2 separate regions of the Danio rerio genome follow, and region 2 is linked to region 1. The links are chromatin contacts, called in public Micro-C maps. All regions are on one chromosome and are shown on one strand. Each heading gives the region's core, a stretch centred on a gene start, on an enhancer-like site or on the middle of the called end of the contact. The rest is flanking DNA. Distances are from core to core; before and after follow the strand shown. Region 1 holds the start of mtap (methylthioadenosine phosphorylase). Region 2 holds the start of anp32b (acidic (leucine-rich) nuclear phosphoprotein 32 family, member B).

Region 1 (7,315 bases), core at 641-3,140:
AAGGAGCAGTTCTAGAATGAATTCCAGCTCCTCACGCCAGACATCATGCCACGATAAATATGGTAAAAAAAGGATGTACAAAACAAAGCATCATGAGAAACCCTCAAGGCAGAGTTCTAGTAAATCGGTTGGCGATTCTGATGAAGTAGGTGGAAAAAAGAAAAAAAAGAAGCATACTAAAAGGAGGAAAACTAGAAGTCCAAGCATAGATGACAGATCTGAGGGCCACAGTCAGAGACATCACAAGAGGAAGAAGAAACACAAGAAGAAGAGCAAGAGACATAACAGTAAGGAGAGGACGAGAAAGCTCAGCCCTGTTCTCATTACAATTACTACTGACAGTGATGGTGAAAGTGCTGACCCCAGTGAACCCTCAACCAGCAGTGTTTGTGCCATTAGATCTACTGTCTTAATAGCAAACATGGCTACAGAAGCTTTCCTAGACAATGAGCATCAGTCAACAGCTGGAACTGAAAATAGTTCTGTGGGTGATGCAGGAAATTACCCCTAGTCTGCTAAACTCCATTGCCATCATGATTTTGTACACAACGTTTTTGTGAACTTTTCAACTTGTTAATTCAGATACTTTTCTTTTTTGTGTGATGGCCAAATGCATTTTATTTTTAATAAACAGAGAAGGGTTGGACTTTAAATGTGATGATTATGATTTGATTTCTTTTTTTGAATACAAAATTTTTAGAGAATGTATGTACATGTACATTACAGATTTTAAAATTTCAAACCTGCAAGCAGGTTCAAAGTCACCAATTTTTAAACTGTTCGTTTTTTATTTGATTGTTTCAAATAAATTGAAAAGGCTAATCTAAATGTATTGACTTGCTCATTGCTTTCTGTAATGATCTATTTTTGTTATCACTAATTTGGTCAATTGTTTTTTCTCATTTATAAAATGTAAACATTATATTTACATTTATTATTATTATATTTTAATACTGAATCAATATACAGATTGGGAATATATTGGGAAAAAATTAAGACACCACTTCAAGATTTAACGGATTAAGTAGTTATGGGTTTAAGTAAAATATTAAGATTTTTTTTGATGATCTGTTAACAATTATTCCACATAAAAAGCAGCTTTTGATTTTAATAAAGCATTAGTAAATGTAAACTAACCTTAACTTGATTAATAAATTATTTAAACGTGTTCATTGGTTGATGCTAGTAAATACATTAACTAGTGGCAGTTTATTGTAAAGTGTTTATTTAGAAAGTGATTATTTTTCAGAATATATTTGTTTTTCATTTGTTGTGATTGGCTTCACTAAATATTGATTTCTTGGCTCTACTGAAGTCAAAACATTAGTAGCCTATGGTGTTGTCTAAAGATAAATACAAAATTTGATTGTAAAAGTTAACATCTTTGGGTAAATAAGATAAAGATAAAACACTCAAATTTATATCTGTAATTTGCAAATACAGAAAAAAAAAGAATATTCAAGTGGTCTCCTAATTTTCTTCCCTATAGCTGTATATTGACAAGATTGACAGAATATTTTCTTTTTAATATTTTAATAATGTACATCATGTAAAATGTCGAAGAAAAAGTTCATCCAATGTGATTTGTTGCAAAAAGTATAAAAGAAATTTAAGACTGTGACATTTAACTGTAGGCTACAGTATCTACAATAATATGAAAAAATGCAGAGATCTAACACATAATTTTTCAAATACATGTATTTTCTCGATGGTGAAAACATCATTTTTTTTTGTATTTATTATTATTGTGTTCCCAATTCCCATGCACAGAATGTCCCTGATCCTAGTTTACATCTAACTTGATACCGTCTGTAGTTTTGATTGTTTGTAAGTTACTCCACATTAGGGGGCGCTAATGCACTTTCTTCGTTTGCGCAGCGACACCCAAGAAAGAAGTAGAAAGCTCTCTTGGTATTTTTCTGCACTTTGAAGAAAATGACATCAAACAGTCACGTAAAGGTAATTTGAACAGTGTCATCATGAAATACAACACAAGATATATGTGAGAAAATAGTTTAAAAATGGGATACTTCCGCGTTTTAACGTGAACTTACCAAATGTTGGATCACTTGGGTCCTGGAATGAACATTATGCTGTAAATCAGTCTACTGTATTCGTCAAAATATAAAGCTTTTCTAATATTTTAATGCCAGTTTTCAGTTTCGCATTTTATTTAGCATGAAGAGAATAACCAGGTACCACCACACGGATCACTGCCAAACAATTTCCTGGTTGATGGAGAAGCAATGATGCTAGCTAATAATGCTAGAGAGTACCTCGTGTCTACATGGGAAGGGTTAACGTTATATTAAATTGTAATATTATAGGTAGGTAAAAGACACACGAAATAACAACAAAAAGAAACTAACGTTAGTCATGAAGTATTTAAGGCTTAAATGGGCACAAGTATTTGTTGGTGCTGCACATGTAAAATAAAATTACGTTTCACGTGAGTGAGAGGAGAATGATTTTTATAGAAGTGTAAAACTTAAAAGTTTTATCAACAACTTTGACCAAAAAATGTATTTTTTTTTTAACTCGTGGCTGCTGATTAAAATTGGTTAATAGTTGTCATCAGCTAGTTAAGGCAGGTTATTGCTTGTTTCAGTTAGTTCTTTATGGTCATTAGTGGGTTTAAGCTGGTTCTTGCTGGTCATTAGCTGATTCTTTTCTGGTTTTAACCAGCTCATAATTAGCAAAAGCTATCTTAAACCAGCAGCCATGTGTCAAAACCTGCCTAACCAGTATGCTGATTTTTTCCACATGGAAAATAGCACCATCTATAAAATCCACAAAATAATGCCACAAATACAATATTCAACAGTTGACTTCCTTACGTCAACTGTTGGTAATGTCCATGATGTCTGCTTTTTAAGCTAGAATGTAAGCAGTTTCCATATTCTGGCTCCAACCCTTGACTTGAGAAAATTTAAGACCACTGTTTAGTTATTTCCAGTGGTGAAAAGAGTACTGAAAAAAATACTTATGTAAAATTACCATTACTTGCCTAAAAATGTAGTGCAAATAGAGTAAAAGTATCTGTTTTTATATTTTTTAAAGTATGAGTAAAAAGTAGACCTTTCAAAAGTACTCAAGAGTAGTGAGTATTACGGTGCAAAAAGCTGATGCATTTACATCTAATTTGTGAATGTGTTTAAACGTAACATTCTGTTGTGCATTTAGTTATTGCCCAGCAGGCACACAACTTCATAAGTTGCTAATATTATTTTAAATTTGATTGTGATGACAGGACACCAAAATTCAACATCTTTCCAGTGTCTAAGGACAACGTTATTTTGTTGTCCAATAATGACATCAGATGACGTCGATATTTGGTTGATTTTAGATTGTGTTAAAAAAGTGACCAAAATCCAACGCTGAGCCAATATCTTAAACCAATGTAATATTGACATCAAATACTAACATTTATTTGTCAGGTATGGCAACCAAAATCCAACGTCTGATAGAGATCATAGGGGTATTGTCTACAAAATGTCAAGCTGTAACATCATTAGACGTTGATGTTTGGTTGAATTTAGATTGGTCATTGGACATTGAAGTCAGCCTGACATTGGGTTCTGATGTCAACACATTTTTCATTTTCAAACAAAATGCAACATCCCCACGACTTTGGGCTGCAACGTCAATCTTATGTCATGTTGACATCTTGTGTCTGCTGTGTGTTTAAGGCCATTTCGGTCATCATACAGTAAACATCCATCATCTTGTCATCAGTATAGGGAAGTAGTGGAGTAAAAGTACCAATACAGCACTAAAATGTACTCAAGGGAAAGTAAAAGTACACATTTTTGTGTTTACTTATTTTTTGATAACTTATAATTCCTTAGAAAAATGACTCGATTACAGTAATTTGAGAATTTGTAATTTATTTCTTTACACTGCTGGTTATTTCACACTTCAAGTATAATATTTTACTAAATGTTAAATTTTGGTCTCTGAACTGCAGACACCAATACTTAAGCGATTTGTAAAAGATGAATCACTATCCAAACTTCTGAGATGAACAAGTTTGTAATTTGGGAGCTTGTGACAGTTACAGGTATATTAAAAACAGTTAATCTTCCAGTTCTCACTGATTCACTGACTTAAATTCAAAATTAGAATGATGGCAGTTATCAAGTGGTTATTTATTATTTTCTAATTTAGGGTGCAATTTCTGCCCGATTAAACAATCTTTTTAGATGTTCCCACACATAGTTTCATTTAAGAGTAGCCTTTATTTATAGTGTAGTCTGTTTTTTGTGAAGCCAATGTTAACTTTCTTTCATTCATTCATTCATTTTTTTGTCAGCTTAGTCCCTTTATTAATCCGGGGTCGCCACAGCGGAATGAACCGACAACTTATCCAGCAAGTTTTTACGCAGCGGATGCCCTTCCAGCTGCAACCCATCTCCGGGAAACATCCACACACACATTCACACACACACTTATACACACATACAGCTTAGTCCCTTTATTAATCCGGGGTCGCCACAGCGGAATGAACCGCCAACTTATCCAGCAAGTTTTTACGCAGCGGATGCCCTTCCAGCTGCAACCCATCTCCGGGAAACATCCACACACACATTCACACACACACTTATACACACATACACTATGGACAATTTAGCCTACCCAATTCACTTGTACCGCATGTCTTCCGGAGCAACCCACGTGAAGACAGGGAGAACATGCAAACTTCGCACAGAAACGCAACTGAGCCGAGGTTCGAACCAGCGACCTTCTTGCTGTGAGGCGACAGCACTACCTACTGCGCCACTGCCTCACCAAAATAAGTTCAACATCAAACGCTAATTAGTTATAATAATTTTATTTCAACGTTTAGGACCTTTAATATAATTATGATATTTACTAGCACTTGAACAAAATCAAATATTAAAAAATGAGTTTCTTTAATCAAATTAAATATATTCAGAAATAACATTTTAACTCAAACCTAAACACTGCAATGTACTGCAAAAGCTATACTATTTTATTCATGTAAAAATAGAAAGGCCACATCCTGATATGAAGCAGTATACATTAATTCACCCTACTCTGAGCAAAGACTTAAAGAATAGAAGCTGAAAAAAATTAATCGAAAATAAGGGAAAATCCCACTTATTCTAGGGAAAAATCACCCTTTCTGCCCTCACCTAAAATTATGTGATTCTCAAATGCTTAATTGTGATGAGTCAGATTAGTGGTTAGATATTACCTACTTACAGTAATCTATAGCCTGTACTTAAATCAAAGCACTGATTTGGGTAATTAAATGATTGTAAAAATTTCCCCAATATAATGGCAAATGATTACTGTGATTTGTGATTGCAAAGAGATTGTTTTGTACTACTTTTTAAGAAAATGTTTTAGATGAAACTTTAAAATAATGCAAAGGTGAAAAATATGTTTTTTCTGAATGTCAATGCTGATGCTGATATGTGGTAATGCAGGGCAGACAATGGCCAATTTTTTGTTAGTGTAATAAAAAAAATTATTATATTTTAATTAAATGTGAAATATTTCTGAAATGGATTTAAAAATGTTCAATCATTCTTTAGTCATACTCATAATTGTGACAAATGTTGCAGCAGTTGGACAACATAATGTACTTCTAAGGCTTTTTTTAGTCGAGGATGTAGTTGTTTAGATTGCAACTATGCAGCGCCATCCAAAAGATGGCAACAGAGACCGCATAATAAGCCCATAGATGAGGAAAAACCCAGCGTAATTTTAAAGGGCCATAAAACCCCACATATTCGATTTAAATCTACCTCAGAATTTAAAAAAAAAATGCATTTTAATGGGTGTGGAGCTCTGCGATAAGAGGCAGGAGTGGGCAAGGCCAGCAGAGTAGGGGGGAAGGAGGAGAGCGAACAGCTGTTGTCAGTTGGCTGACAAAATGAGACACAAACCATGAGGTAAAGCATTATTTTATAGTTTACAAAGTTAAAATGCAAAGAAAAAAAACTAATTGAATGCCCTGCTAAAATTTTTTATTTGTAATTTCATATACAACCACAATTTCTAGCATTATAAAGATAATCGTTTTTTTATAAACACTATAAATGAGGACTTCTCCCTCAATCCCCAGGTCTGAATGCAGACTCAGTGCAGCAGGTCTCTTGCCCTGTCTATTTCTATTTATTATGTCTATTTATTTCAACTGGGAGGGAGATGCACGATTTCCAGGAGATAATCACTCATCTCTATGCATTTGTGGGAGACTCCCGGAACTTCCGGGAGACTTGGGATGTCTGAATATCACATTTAACAACTATAGTTAGACGCGATCCAGCGGTACATCCTTGATAAACTGTCCGACGTGCACTGTTCACTGGAGCTCAGAGGAGCGCATGACAGTATGTGTGGGGTCACGTGATGTGCGTTTTCAGTGGACGGAGGGCTTTTCAGAAATGCTAGGTAAAACAGTGTGGGTGTGGATCATTTTCGTTCTAAAATGCCATTTTAACACTAAGACTTATTAGTGTAAACGGAGCCTAAGTGTGTATTTTGCGCGAGTGGGTTTGCAGCGGGGTGGAGGATAGGCGATGCCGGCTTTGCGACAGCATTGTGTTGGCGTTTGGGCATTGGCAATGGACGATGGCATTGTCAATCGGCCCAACTCTAACACAGACCTGTTAAAATCTCAAAAAAGTACTCAAGGGTTTCTTGAAACTTTAAACTACACCGAATCAAATCATTATAAAACTGGCAAGTGCCTTTCTAAGTTCATCTCTCTCTTTTGTAGTTTAGCATTTTTCCTTATTGTAAACACATCAGTAATCTTGTAGTGATTGCCCTGCTTTTTTCAGGATACAATCCTTTTTTTATTATTGTGGTCTCCTAATTGCAACAGAAAAATACTTGGAGATCTGTAAACTGAATCTTAAAATGTCCGCAAAATCACATGTTTTGTCATCACTTTAGACATTACGCTAGAGATTCATTCAAATACTAGCTCTAAAGTGATGTTTGTGAAGTAGCAATGGTTTCTGCTGTTCTGATGTCTGCTGCGGATGTGAATAAATGGCGGAAAAAAGTAGTTCCTCATACAAAAGGGTTTTTAGACTCTGTGTGTTTAATTTTTTTTTATTACTTTTTTATATACACGGTTATGCCTCCCGTACTGTTGTATAAACACAACATCACACTCATAGCAGTGGTACATAGCTTTATATCATCACTGGTGGGATGCTAAGGCACTCGGCTTGCATGCCTCCCACCAGTGCTGATATGCAGCCACATTGCACTGCTACTTGTGTGATATTGCTCATATATATATATATATATATATATATATATATATATATAT
Region 2 (6,900 bases), core at 2,398-4,897, 540 kb after region 1:
TGTACCTCATCCTCTCCACTGCCGTCCTCGTCATCCTCCTCTCCTTCAACCTCATCTTCATCATCATCCTCATCTTCCTCTTCATCAAAATCCTCCTCCTCGTCCTCATCTTCTCCTTCTGTGTTTAAAGTGATATTAATGAACATCTGCAACCTAAAAAACTGTTGGTAAACTGAACCTATCCCTCACACTGACCCTCGTCATCATCGTCGTCCACTCCATCGACCTCTCCATCAGAGTCTGACGCCTCTCGGTCATCCAGATCGTAGCCGTCCAGATACGTGAGCTGTGGAAGGAGCTTGAAGACACTTTCCCGGTAGTCGTTCAGGTTTGTGACTTCACAATTGAAAAGGTCAAGACTCTTCAGATGGTCGAGTTTTTTCTGCCAAAGAGAAAGGATTCATCACAGAACTGTACAACCTCCACTTTGTGTTGATTAATCAATTCTTGTTGGGGGAAGCTCATGTTTTGTACAAAGTTCATGCACAAATTAAAGTCATGCAAACATTAAAGTTACAACATTTACTTTATTTTTTAAAAGATATTTTAGGAAATGTCAGTTTTGTCTGTGTAACTAATTGTACACAAAATAAGTGAAAATTACCAATTATTTTTTTTAAACAAATGTATATTTAAACAAAAAAAAGTCAGCCAGTTTGGAACATGAGGGGCATTTTCCAATTTAGGTGAAATGATTTTAACCCTGTAAAACCTGACACGAATTAACAGTATAAAAATAAAAAAAAAATCAACATTTAGTAAAAATTTTAAAGAAACATTCATATAGAATTACACAAGTAAAAAGAAAGATCAAATTAGCAACGAAAATATATAAAAGTAAATAGTCTTTGTAAGACTTAATTTTTTTTTTAAAGATCAAAGCTCTGTGTATAGACATTTTTAGAATGGTTCAATTGGTACATAGAAAATGAAGTAAACCACAAGTTGTTTCAATCTATTAAGTGTTTCTTGAAATATTTCAAACTTTTAAAAAATTAATTTTAATATTTATCAATAAAAAAGTCTTTAAAATAATGTAGCAAAAAGACACTTGTAGACCCTTGATAAACAATCGAATGAAAGGGATGCTGAACATTGTGCACATCACATTTTATATTAAATTGTACATAACTTAACTAACCTAACTATATAACTAAATAATTTATATAATAATAAATAACTAAAATTTATAAGCTGTGATGCAAGTTAAGCTCCAAATTTCAACGTGTAAAACCATAATCTAGTTTGAAAAGGAAGTGTTTACAAACCAATGGTTCCAATGTGCTGATGTCTTTCAGTTTGTTGCCGCTTAGGTTTAGATGTGTGAGATTGGGGAGTTTTTCAGCTAAAACGTCAAGGCCACCAGAGATTCTGTTGTCGCTGAGTTCCAACTGAAAATAACAATACATCCATATCAAAACATATAACATTGTGCACATGTTTGAAAGATGGTAAACAATAAGAAAACTTTAAGTTACCTTTTTTAGTTTTCCGAGTTTAGGAAGGTTGGATACTGAGAGCAGACCAACATTTATCAAACTTAGAAATTCAAGATTAACAAATTCTGCTGTGAGGCCTTCAATTTTCCCTTCATTTGATCTGCAGTTGTCGAGGACAAGTTCTCGTACCTAGATTAAACAAAAGGTAAGAAATAAAAATAATAATAAAATACTGTTTGCAATATTAACAGGTTTCACCTGTAATAACCATAACAATCATGATTCAAATAAAAAAAAAAATTTATGTGACTTTTGCAAAAGGGGTGTTGGACACGTTGGCCATAAGCATGCCATAAAAAGGCGACAAACTATGCAGTTTTTTTTCTGATAGTTTCTTAACCAGACAAAACAAAGAACAGTCTTTGTAAACACAGTCTTAAAGTGTGTTGGGGATTTTGACACTGTGAGTGGTCGTAAGCTAGTTCGATGAAATTGTAGTCAAGAAACTAAAATGAAAACCACTGAAGGCTGTTTGTTAAGCGGTTGCTGCTGCTGCTGTTGTTGTATGGCCCTATGGCTCAGACTGTCGCAGCGAGTCGCCAATGAGAAAACAGCAGATTACACGCCGACAGCCAGACAACATGGACATATATCCGAAAGACACCGCCGTGTTTTGTTTAATTTCGTTTGACAAACAACAAATGGAGGGCATTTAGGAGCTCGTGTAAGATGGAAGCGATATGTCGATGGCGTATTCCTACAGCGAAAGACGAAGACAGAGCGGAAATTAGTGAGACAAAAATGGAGAGTTTCTTTCTCTCATGACAACATGGCGCCTCCTTGGATAGCTTGTGTTGCTGAAAAAACAACACATTAAACAAAAATCAAACGCTGCGTTCGAAAAACGTACTATAAGCTTCCGGCTATCAGGACAATATTTTACGCGATGTTTGGTGGATTTTAGAACTGACCAAACATTTGTACCGGTTTGTCATATCAAGTTAGCACATGTAACGTAACGTTAGCTTCTTTTTCCTCAGTCGCTGTTTTGGTCTCTACAAGTGTTATTTTATACTGTAGATCATTTAGACGTTTAAAAACAATCAAAGCGATCATTTATCTAATATAATGGTTAGCGTGATCGGTAGTGGCGCGTGGGAAGTAATGGCGGGAATCGGCGTCTCGCAACAGCGAGTAACAATTTAACGAATAAAACCCAACACGAGCTTTTTAATGAGTAATACATGCGTTCATGTTGCACGTTTTAAGGTTACTTTAGAGCATCTCTAGTCAGTCAGAAAAACTAAACTTTTCAAAAAAAATTTGTTAATTCATATAATCGACAACCATGTTACCCTTTAGAATACAATTCATATCGCGACTGCATGTTAGTCAGACTACACATTTAACTTTATTTTTTAATTGCCTTTCCTGATATTTTTATTTTTAGTTGAAAGAATACATACGCCGTAGAGCGATTAAGACCGAAATGTTACCGTATTTACGAAAATTTGTTAGCGTATGGTTATCTTCACAGAATATCTGATTTATTGCTTTAGCTTTTAAGTGCCTGTAATAAAGGGCGCCTCATGTTAGCAACAAACATGGCCACCGCGGCGAAATAAACCATCCCATCCACATCCTACCACGCCGAGGTTAAAATAAGCAGATATGAAGTTTAAAAAGAATACACGTAACGTATCCAGCGTGTGGGGCTTAGAATACTGCAATAATGCCTTCATTCAGCTTTCCAAACTAAGTAACGTTGCTGAGTGTACCTTACTCAGCCTGGTTCCTTTCATAACAAAATGATACGAATAAACATTAATGCAGTAGATGTACGCGCAGCACTTTCTCATTTAACTCTGTACCAGGGGCATTACACCCATGTGCTTACCATTAAACTACACACAAATCCGTGGAAGTAGAAAGTAGCAAGGCTAGCATGGCTGAGCACAAAACTAAAGGTTTGCCTCAAAATTACTCACATCAGATGGTGTCCTGTTCCTCAGCTCCAAATGAATCCTCTTTTTCATGTCCATTTCGCCCCTTAAAAGTTGGACTCTTCCCTCTTGGGTTCTGGAGGAATTTCTGTTCAGCCCAAAAGGTAGAAAGATGCCTAATGGAGGGAGAATATGGGACTGTATAATGATCTGAGCCCAGCGCCAAGTTACTCTGGGAGAGCAGAAACCATGGAGGGAAACGGCGCTGAAACTAATATATACTCAATAGCGCCATCTCTGGCCAAGCGCCCCCACTGCAGTCGAGTATAAGATCAAACACTGCTGCATTACAGTGTGACATGAAAAGATTGTCTCAATTTGATTCTTTGCACTATTATTACTTCATACTGTTATTGGTTGTAAAGATTACTTACAGTTTTATTTGATGTCATTTATTGTATTAAGAATAAAAAAAAGTTGTGCTGTACATTTTACCTTTTTTAGAAACCTTGAATAAGTCATACACTGAACTCTGACTTTTTTGAAAGACTGAGGGTTGAAATAACTTCTTTGTGTGGTTAAAGTGTGCACATTAAAATAAATCAATCATTAAAATAAATCATGCGTTATAATGTGACACTGTCATTAAATTTCAGTCAGCCAATAATTTATTTTAATATTAATGTTAAGTTTTACTAAAGAAATAATTATTGTTAAAAAGAAGACTCTCCCTCCATCAGCCATATACACATTTAAATACATATTTTAATACTTAATTCAGAATCTTTAATCACACATTAACAATAAATCGTGTTCTGGAAATCAAAGGTATATCACTAAGTATAACTCTTAGTTTTTTAAAGAGTTTAAAGTCTTCTAAAGTAATCTTTGTGTTTTATGATTTTATTATTTTAAATATAATTATGTACTTTATTTACTGTTATATACTGAGTCAAACTGAATATCATGATTTTATTGTTCCAAAGAAACTTGGAATCTTCAACAAGTTGCCAGGAGAGGGCATCATCTTGTTTTTTTGCCTCTACATTGTCTCATAATTCAGGTCTTTCATATTCTTCAGTATGGTGAGAAAAAAAATATAACAATGGACCAACTTCAAGCATAAGCAAAATATGGCTTAAAAAAAACAACAGCAACTCCATTGTTAAAAACTGAACATTTATGTAATATTTAGGGGAAACATATGAGCAAGCTGTACAAAAAAATAAAAAAACTGTACAAAAACTGATAAAATCACATCCAGAAATGAGACATTTAGAAATTTGAAAGCATAAATACCACAAATGTACAGAATTATGAGAACCCCTAACCCAGTTTTAGCATGCCTTGTATGGCAACATGATAAGAGATTTGTAATTGTAGTGTCAACTGTTTTATTATTAAGTCCAATAATCTACACAGTTGTAAAATGGCCAAAGAATGAGCCTGTTTTGTACAGTTTCCAAACATTGTTCTTTACTCCAGTGCTCCAGGATAAAAAAAAAAAAAAAACTCAAAATAAACAGCAAAACAGAACCAGTTTCAAAAATCAAACCCCTTCCATGACTTTTCTGACTACAGCAATCTTTGAACATTTACTTCATTCTACAAAGAACTGGAGGCTTTTTCTTCTCAAAGAATAATGCGATATCCCACACAGAGGTTTCAACTGTTCTGCAGGCGCCTTGCTATTAAAATGCTGTTCGGTGTTAGTGTTATTTTGGATGATGAGATAACCACATTACAGCACTGGAAGATAAGAGCTAGCATATAACTTTTATAAAATTCAATAGAAAGTAATGGAGTTATTTAGAATAAAATAAACAATTTAATTTACAAATAATGATGAATATTTCTTTCATTAAGTGTAGCACTGTCTATCTACATGGCGGGAGAGCAGTCCCAATCTCAATGTGTTTTGACATGATTGTGAACACGCCCAGAATGTGAGGGACTGCGATAACATAGTTATGGCAAGAGCAGGACTTTTACTACACTTTTGAGTATTCAAATAACATGGAAATTCAGAATGCAGACACAACTTTAATGTTAGCCTTTTGAAATTCGCTTTTAAAACAGATTTATTGTTGTTGAATTTTTTAATTGTCAACAAATAAATATTGATGTGTACAGGACAATGTTAGAAGAATGTTCATTCAGAGAACATTCCCTGAAATGATTATCCTATAGAAAACTTTAATGTTAATCAATTTTACCTGAAATATTCTGGCCATAGATATGCTTACATATATGGCACACTCAGCTACTCTAGAGCTCTTGATGTGTCCAGACATCAAGTGTTCTCACTTACAGCCAAAACCAGCAGCTATTTCTGAAATCAGTACTTTCTTATTGCACTAAAGTGAAATACAGTTTATATTAATCGTCAATTCTTCGATATTGTAAAAACAGTAAGAGTACTTTGATGACCGACTGTTTCATTATGCTGGAGTGTGCATGGAGATGTTACTATTCCATTATGTTGTGGGACAGTATTTCTGTATGCAACAAATTTTATTTATAACAGATGGCAATAACATTGCTTCCAAAACTATTTTTTACTACTCAGAAAAATACTATTGCGAAAAGGTCAAATTCAATTATAGCTCTTACTCAAACATTATGTGATTGAAAGTTTGATTTCTACATTGAGTTATATTTTCTAAGACGTCTCAACATTGCACAGCATCTATTTGTATGAAAACAAAAACAAAACAAAAAAAAATTTATATATATACTTTTGTTGTAAGTTACCACCATGTTTTGTTTTAATTCAGCAAAATCCTCTGCTCAAGTCTATTACAGATACACAGTATCAATTTGTATTTTGAGTGGTCACAGGTTGGTTCCATTATGGTGGACAACTTACATATGGGGGTCTACACACAGAACTGTCAAAGAACAAAGTATATAAATAAATAAATCTATGACCATGGTAAAATCAAAACCTGTGAATTGGCATTTGGCTCGCTTGTTGTTTACTCTGGACTTTTGATTTTAGGGTCAACAGTAACTGTCCACTTTTAAAAAACCTAATCAGGAAAACCCTACTGAACTCCTGTGATATATAAATGACTTTTTATCACAGTCACACACAGAACTTTATGATTTGTTATAATATTTCAATATTAGAATCTTGATTATTTTGACCCAATGCTAACCTTTAGTGATTTTATTTTCTGCCGATCATTTAGTTACATGTTTGCTAACGGCCCTTGACCAAGTCAAGAATAGCGGCCATCTCTCGTGACGACATACAAACAGTCAGATAAATGTACAGGCAGCCGGCACCATGACCTCCTTTTTTCACTTTCTTCTGTGAGTATTGTGCCAAGTCCTCCACCTTTGCAAATAAGATAAGAGCACAACTGCAAGAACTCTCCCAGCACCACGGTAATGTTTAACCAGATAATTATTCTCTTAGCGGCATGAATGTAAGCGGGCAGTTTTCTTTTTCAGCACTGTCATTTCAATTCCTTATATTCATGTGACAGGACTACAAAATGGAAGACCCGTTG

Evidence for each region. Hi-C and Micro-C count contacts between places; a contact is called where the count stands out from the background.
Region 2: a Micro-C map of caudal fin shows a contact between it and region 1, with 4 times the contacts expected there. The contact joins the promoter of anp32b here to the promoter of mtap in region 1. A contact is called at or near these places in 1 of 18 Hi-C or Micro-C datasets (caudal fin) and 1 of 4 datasets of contacts at active chromatin or transcription factors (embryo).

The regions. Positions count from the first base shown.
Region 1 is chr1:27,756,696-27,764,010 of GRCz12tu, forward strand. mtap (methylthioadenosine phosphorylase) reads left to right here and starts at 1,891. Exons shown (of 8, transcript NM_200554.1): 1 at 1,891-1,959. The coding sequence starts at 1,936. It overlaps toporsa (topoisomerase I binding, arginine/serine-rich a), which reads left to right. Exons shown (of 3, transcript NM_001305555.1): 3 at 1-828. The coding sequence ends at 511. All of the region lies in intron 3 of LOC137490010, which reads left to right.
Region 2 is chr1:28,299,275-28,306,174 of GRCz12tu, forward strand. It overlaps anp32b (acidic (leucine-rich) nuclear phosphoprotein 32 family, member B), which reads right to left and starts at 3,648. Exons shown (of 7, transcript NM_212603.2): 1 at 3,428-3,648; 2 at 1,479-1,628; 3 at 1,269-1,391; 4 at 196-382; 5 at 6-118. The coding sequence starts at 3,481. It overlaps hemgn (hemogen), which reads left to right and starts at 2,051. Exons shown (of 5, transcript XM_700557.9): 1 at 2,051-6,775; 2 at 6,877-6,900. The coding sequence starts at 6,886.